2 separate regions of the Gossypium arboreum genome follow, and region 2 is linked to region 1. The links are chromatin contacts, called in public Hi-C maps. All regions are on one chromosome and are shown on one strand. The core of a region is the stretch at or near the end of the contact, and the rest is flanking DNA. Distances in the headings are between cores, read along the strand shown.

The links. A called contact is a pair of places that touch in the nucleus more often than the background predicts.
Region 2: a contact with region 1 is called in a Hi-C map of leaf, with 5 times the contacts expected there. The contact joins the promoter of LOC108470068 here to the promoter of LOC108469689 in region 1. A contact is called at or near these places in 2 of 5 Hi-C or Micro-C datasets (both in leaf).

The regions. Positions count from the first base shown.
Region 1 is chr8:101,006,804-101,009,987 of ASM2569848v2, forward strand. It overlaps LOC108469689 (E3 ubiquitin-protein ligase XBAT32), which reads right to left and starts at 1,318. Exons shown (of 10, transcript XM_053031831.1): 1 at 201-1,318; 2 at 54-113. The coding sequence starts at 395.
Region 2 is chr8:101,698,962-101,702,527 of ASM2569848v2, forward strand. LOC108470068 (probable alpha,alpha-trehalose-phosphate synthase [UDP-forming] 11) reads left to right here and starts at 1,976. Exons shown (of 3, transcript XM_017771263.2): 1 at 1,976-3,566. The coding sequence starts at 2,422.

The sequences.
Region 1 (3,184 bases), core at 68-2,567:
ACTCAAATAATGGATGAGAGAAAAAAAAAACAGACAATACAAAATTGAATTACCTGACCCCGATAGTTCCTGAGGTTAATATCTACTCCAGACTCAAGCAAGAGCGAAACTATCTGATATAAAAATGAAGAGAAAAAAAATCAGCGTTACGGTTAATTTGGAAGAAACGTTTCCAGGCAGAAATTTAAGGTATTGAATACCTCATGGTGACCCTGAGCAGCAGAGTAATGGAGAGGCGAATTGCGAGCTCCAAAAGTTGAATACCTTGCAAGTCTTGGATTGTATTCCAATAAAGCCTTGGCTTCTTGAAGATCTCCATCTCTTGCTGCGGAAACTAGGCGTTCCCCAGATGCAGAACATCCAAAGGAGTTCCCCACAAAGCTTAGAAATCTCATTGATGAGCTTCTCTGTCTGTTCTAAATGCCTAAAAAACGGTGCACCACAAAACCTCCCCTAAATCATAATCCTCAAACCACCCAAAACTTGTGAAATAAACCAAACCAATAACAATGAAGCCTTCCAAAATACATCTAAGAGAAGTTCTAACAGTCAATGTTTCACTTCCTTAAATGGATTGCCACCTTTTTAATTTTGACATCAGAAGAAGAACCTGGCCTGCAATTACTTTAAAAAAGAAAAAAAAAATCAGGATGTGACTGTTTTATGGATTAATAAATTGTCTCGTGCTTTTCAAGATGGAACCAAACAAACAAAAAATTATAAATTCTTCTGAAAAGAAATAAAGAGTCCTATCTTTCAAAGTCAAATCCCCATCAAATAAACATCTACAATCTCTAGAGTCTCCATTGCGGTCAGATTCCCACTAACAAATACCCAGCTTCAAAATTATCAGGATGACTCAAAATCTGCAAAACCCAATTCCAGATACTCCTAAAAGAATCGGAATATAAAAGACCCCGATCAAAATAGCATCCCCCCCCCCCCCCTCTCTCTCTTCTTTAACAATTGATCAAAGTTGAAGCCTTTTAGAAAATGACTTGACCAAATGGAAGACACGTTTGTACTTAAATGTGGAATAATGGGATGCGGATATACTGTAACCGAAATTGAAATTTGCTACAAATAAGAGAAAGAAAGATCTAAACGGGAGATAAAAATGGGAAATGTTTTTATGAAGACAGCAACCTTTTACTGCAACCTCAACCACTAAATTGACCCGTAAGAACACTTAAAAATAATAAATAAATAAAAGCGTGTCCCTATGATTGGCTATTATTGGCCAATTGGCAGTCAACGTTGCTAGTAAGTTCAGGGGTTTTTCTCATTTCTCGGTGAAATGAAAGTTTATTTCATTGTCAATTATAACTTACAACAAGGTACTAATAAAAGTCAGCTCATCTAGTTGCCAAATCCATTGGTTTTTGTTAACTTTTGGGGGTGTTCAAGATATGAAAATTATATAAAACCTCTTTCGAAACAAAATAGCTAGCGAAAGACATATGACTGAATGACTCGCAGTGAAATTGATCCAACTATTAACGTTATGGGGGACCATGTAAGAGTTGAGTTGGATTTGTGGTTGAAGATACTTCATGCGTTTGAGGCCTGAAGCAATGGCGGTGCCTTCAATTGGACTCCATTTGGATTTTAGAAATTTTAGATTAGTGGTTTCTAACAATGTGGATAGAAAGAATTGTACGGCCGAAGTTTCATTGTAAGTTACACAACCCTGCGGACAATGGCACGCCGCAGTTGTATAACATCATACATGGGATGGGACCGGGGCAGATCTCATCATGGGTCAAGCCACTTTGTCCGACTCGAAGGCTCGTCCATAACAAAATTATAGGCTTGGACAAAAAAATAAAGTTCGTTTAAAAAATAGATCGAGCCTCGGATAAGGCATTATTCACTAAAGGACAAAAAAATTTACTCTTTTTTTTTGTTTTTGAATGTTATTTTCTTGTTATTTTCTCTCTATTTTGCTACCATTTTATTATTATGTTGTTATTGTTTAGATATTGTATAAAATTTATTTTATTTTTAATTACATTATTATTTTAGAGGTATTTGTTTGTTAAGTTACATGTATCTTAGTGTTATTTAAGTTTACATATTTTTTAAACTTATTTTCAATTTATTGAGAAATATTTATTTTGATATTTTTAGTATTTTTGATGTATTATATATATTTAAAATTATATAAAATAATATAAAAATTTAATACAAAGTGGTCTGGTCTGGGCTCGGGTTTTAGCATTTTTATCTGGTCGAGCTTAGGTAAAATTTTAGGCCCATTTTTCGGGTTGGGCCAGGCTCGGGCCTAGTAAATGGGCATGAATTTTTAATTGAGCTCGACCCGAAAGCGCCTAATTTCATTTGGGTACCAATTTTTCTTAAGATTATGATTCGATAAAAGTGATAACTTTTAAATTTTAAAGTTTGATATATAAAAATTTATTTTCTTTAGAATCTAATTTTTATTTAAAAAATATTATAAACAAAATTAACCTTATTTATTTTTATTAGAGTTGTGTTATCCAAATTCTTATTAAATAAACTAAGAGATTGCTTCCAAGTCAAATTAAACAAAAATATATTTTTCTAGAAGATTTAGTATTTATTAGTATAATATATTTAGCATTTATTAGCAATTTATTTAACCTACGAATTTAGCCTATAAATAGACTCTTTTACAACATTAGAAAACACACACATTAAAGATTAGAACTCATAACAGTTTTAGAGAATTTTGGATTTACGTTTTAAGGGTTTTTTATTTTCGAGTTTCGGGATTTAGCTTTTATCTTCATCTTTTGTAATTTTCATTCTTTTACATTATAGTAAAATTATATTTACCCGTGATTTTTTATCCTCTTTGGAGGGGTTTTTTCACGTTAAATATGTGTTCAATTTCTTAATTTCTTTTGCTATTTTTTTCTTATTCATTACTTAATCGGGTTGATCCCCAACAAATGGTATCAGAACTAAATCAATTTTCATAGATCAGCCCGTTTAGAGATGGCAGCAGCAGGGTTTGACATTGAGAAGTTCGATGATATCATAAATTTCAATCTGTGTCAAGTTTGGATGATGACAATTCTAGTTCAGATCAGCCTGAAAAAGGTCGTTACAGAGAAAAAATCTGAGAATCTAGATCAGACAGAATGGGAAAAGCTTGATGAAAAGACCTTGTCTACAATCCAGTTGTGCCTCGCGAATA
Region 2 (3,566 bases), core at 726-3,225, 690 kb after region 1:
AAAATGTAATTTTAGATATCAATATAAGAAAAATAAATATCAAAATTAAAAAATGATATTCTTTAAAGGAAAATGATGTTTAGGCCTTGATAAAATTATGAAATTTTCTTTTGAAAGAAGTTATAATTGTGGTTTCAGAAAATGCAATTTAAATAAAAAAATCATTTATACAATCAAACTAATAAAAATAATTAAAATAAACATGAGAAACACAATAAAATTATGGCATAATAATTTATTTGGCCTTTCAATTTTAATAAAAAATTATTTTAGCTATTTATTTAATTTTTATTTTTAATAGTTAAACTTGCGATGTTTGTCAAATTATTCCAAAATGAATGAAAAATAAACGTTTGTTAACTTGGTTGATGCGTAATCTATGTGAATACCAAGTTAGCAATTAATTATTTTTAAATTTAAAAATATTAGATATATTTTATAATTTTAATATAAATTATAATTTTTTTAAAATTAATGATGACGTTTTCACATGTATGTTATGCGAGCAAAGTTATAATATATAAATTTTTTATATATTTTAGAATGATTTAACAAAAATGTAGGTTAAAATTTAAAAAAATATATAATATTAAAATAAAATTTTAATTAAAATACTAAATATGATTATGCGATAAAATTATGAAAATGTACATGAAAAACAATAAATTATCGATTTTGTTGGAAAGGCATTACATAACCTAAGCCCATCCCATCCATTATCACTATGAAACCTTACAACAATTTTTGAAGGAAAGAAATGTTCTAAGTTGGTGAGTGACGTGGCAGCTCATAAGTGGTTGACAACACTAACTCCGAAGATACGCGAATCTGCCACGTCATCAGACGAAGACACGTCCGTGACTTTGGCTTCGTTTAACAACCCAAACACGCCACATTTCCACTAAAATAATTCCACATGGCAATCTCTACCTCCCTTTAATTTATTGCACGTGAAATTTAATTAATAATAAATAAAAAAACAACTTCGTTCAAGTGTTTTTCCCTGAACCTCCGTCACGGATAATGAAAATAAAAATAAAAATAGAATATATGTTTACTCCATCTATAAAAACTAAAATAAAATATTTTAAAAAAATCCAAAAGAAAAAGAGAAGTCCTTTGACACAGAACAGAGTCTGATGGATAGGCGTCTATAGTTGAAATCTTTACACGTGCCAGCGATGTGAAAATTCATGACCGAGTAAATCTGTGTAGCGATTTCGGACACGTTTCTTTCTGATTTTGTTTTTTTTGACGTGCTACTTTTCGAAATTAAAAAAAAAAAAAACCTTCCTTTCTATTTGGCTATCGCTATTTAAGAGTGTAAAATATAAAAAAGTAATACATAATTGTCCCTTGTGCTCCAAAAAATCGGCACCTTGATTAATGGCAGAATGAAGGTGTTAACCTAATCCAAAATATTTCTTAATAAATGATGCATATAATACTAATGCTGTTTTAATTCTCAAATCATAAGTAACCTTTCTGTTTTTGTGATTTTACCAATGTATACAAATTTTGTTAGCACGCTTACAATTACTGCAAAAGAATATGTTACTTAATGTATTAAAAATAAAAATATATTAAGTATTTTGATTTCTATATCATTGCTTTTATCATTTTTTTATAAATAACTTGAATAGCTTAGTTAATACAACCCTTAGCATAATAAAAGAAATGCTAGCTAACATTTAATGTCAATGATTAAATATTTAATCGCACCATTAGTGATTCGATAAGCACTAATCCAAAATCACATTAAAAATACTTAAATCTTAGTCTTACTTATCCCCAATCTCTCATTTATTATTGCTTTTATTTTTTGTAACTTTAAAAATTTTTAAAGGCCAAGAACAAAATTATGAAGTAGTAAAATAAAAGTAACCGCGGGCGAACAGTGGATCGGACAGAAAGAGTCGGCTACAGTGACAAGAGAACCTGATGTACCCCAGTTCAGAAGATAGTGGTGTAGACGCATTGAATCAGGACCGTTGGAACCATGCCTTGACGTACTCACGCACATATATAATATTTTCTCTCTTTCTCTCACCCTTTTCGTTCTTATCCTCAGCCTGCTTCTTTCCTTGCTTAAGAGCTCTTTCTCTCTCTTTTTTTCTCCGTTTCTTGGGTTCCTTTATGGAATGTGTATCCATATCCTTGATTTAAATCACTGCCAAGATTCATATTTCTTTGTAATAATGCTCTTCTGTAAATGCCTTTTAACAGAACCCTAAAGCTGCATCCTCCCCTTCTCAAAGAACGTATAGAAAGAAAACAACACCAAAGAATTAAACTCCCTTCTTCATTGATTTTTTGAATACCCCTGTATTGGTTCTTTGATTCCTTTTCTTCTTCTTCTTCTTCTGTTTTCTATGTTTGTATAGAATTTCACATACGGAGTTGGGTTTCTTCGCTTGAAACATGGTTTCTAGTTGTTGCTTAGACCAATTAAATTTATTGTCTACCGATGATTTTCGAGTCATGAATCGGATCCCTCGAGTCATGAAGGTATCAGGAGTCATATCTGATTTCGGAGAAGATCAGCAAGCTATGCCACGGAAAAGGGTTATTATCGTTTCCAACCAGTTGCCTTTACGTGCGTGGAGGGACTCGGTCTCCAATGAATGGTGCTTTGAATTTGACGAGAATGATCTCCTTGCTCTGCTGAGAGACGCTTTCCCTCCTGATACAGAGGTGCGATACGTTGGGACGTTGAAAGCTGATGTAGACACAGCGGATCAAGAGGAGGTGGCTCAAGTTCTGCACGACAAGTTCAGTTGCGAAACCATATTTCTGCCCGTGGATATGCGGAACGAGTTTTATCATGGCTTTTGTAAACACTATCTATGGCCTTTGTTTCATTACATGATGCCCATGACGGGGAACGATGGGGGACGTTTCGATCGTTCACAGTGGATAGCTTACGTGTCCGCTAATAGAATATTTGCTGATAAAGTTCTGGAAGTAACGGATAGAGATGATGAAGATGAAGATCATGTTTGGGTGCATGATTATCATCTTATGGCTTTACCTACTTTCTTGAGGAGACGGTCTAATAGGGTAAAGCTTGGCTTTTTTCTGCACAGTCCATTTCCTTCATCTGATATGTATAAAACTTTACCTGTTAGAGATGAAATTCTTAGAGCTTTGCTAAATTGCGATTTGATTGGCTTCCATACATTCGATTACGCTAGGCATTTCTTGTCTTCTTGTCGAAGGATTTTGGGCTTGCATTCTGAGTCCAACAGGGGTCACATTGCATTAGAATATTATGGGAGGACTGTGACTATTAAGATTTTGCCTGCTGGGATTCATATGGGGCAACTTGAATCTATGATGTCCGGGGAAAGCACCCTTAGGATGGCTAAGGAGCTGAAGCACAAGTATGAGGGGAAAATTATGATGGTTGGCGTCGATGATTTGGACTTGTTTAAGGGAATTCCTCAGAAATTTTCAGCCATGGGGGAGCTTTTGGAAACGAATCAGGAATTGAGGGGCAAAGTGGTGTTAGTACAGATTACAAACCCGGCGAGGAGTTTAGGCCGGGATGTGCAACAACTTCTGGA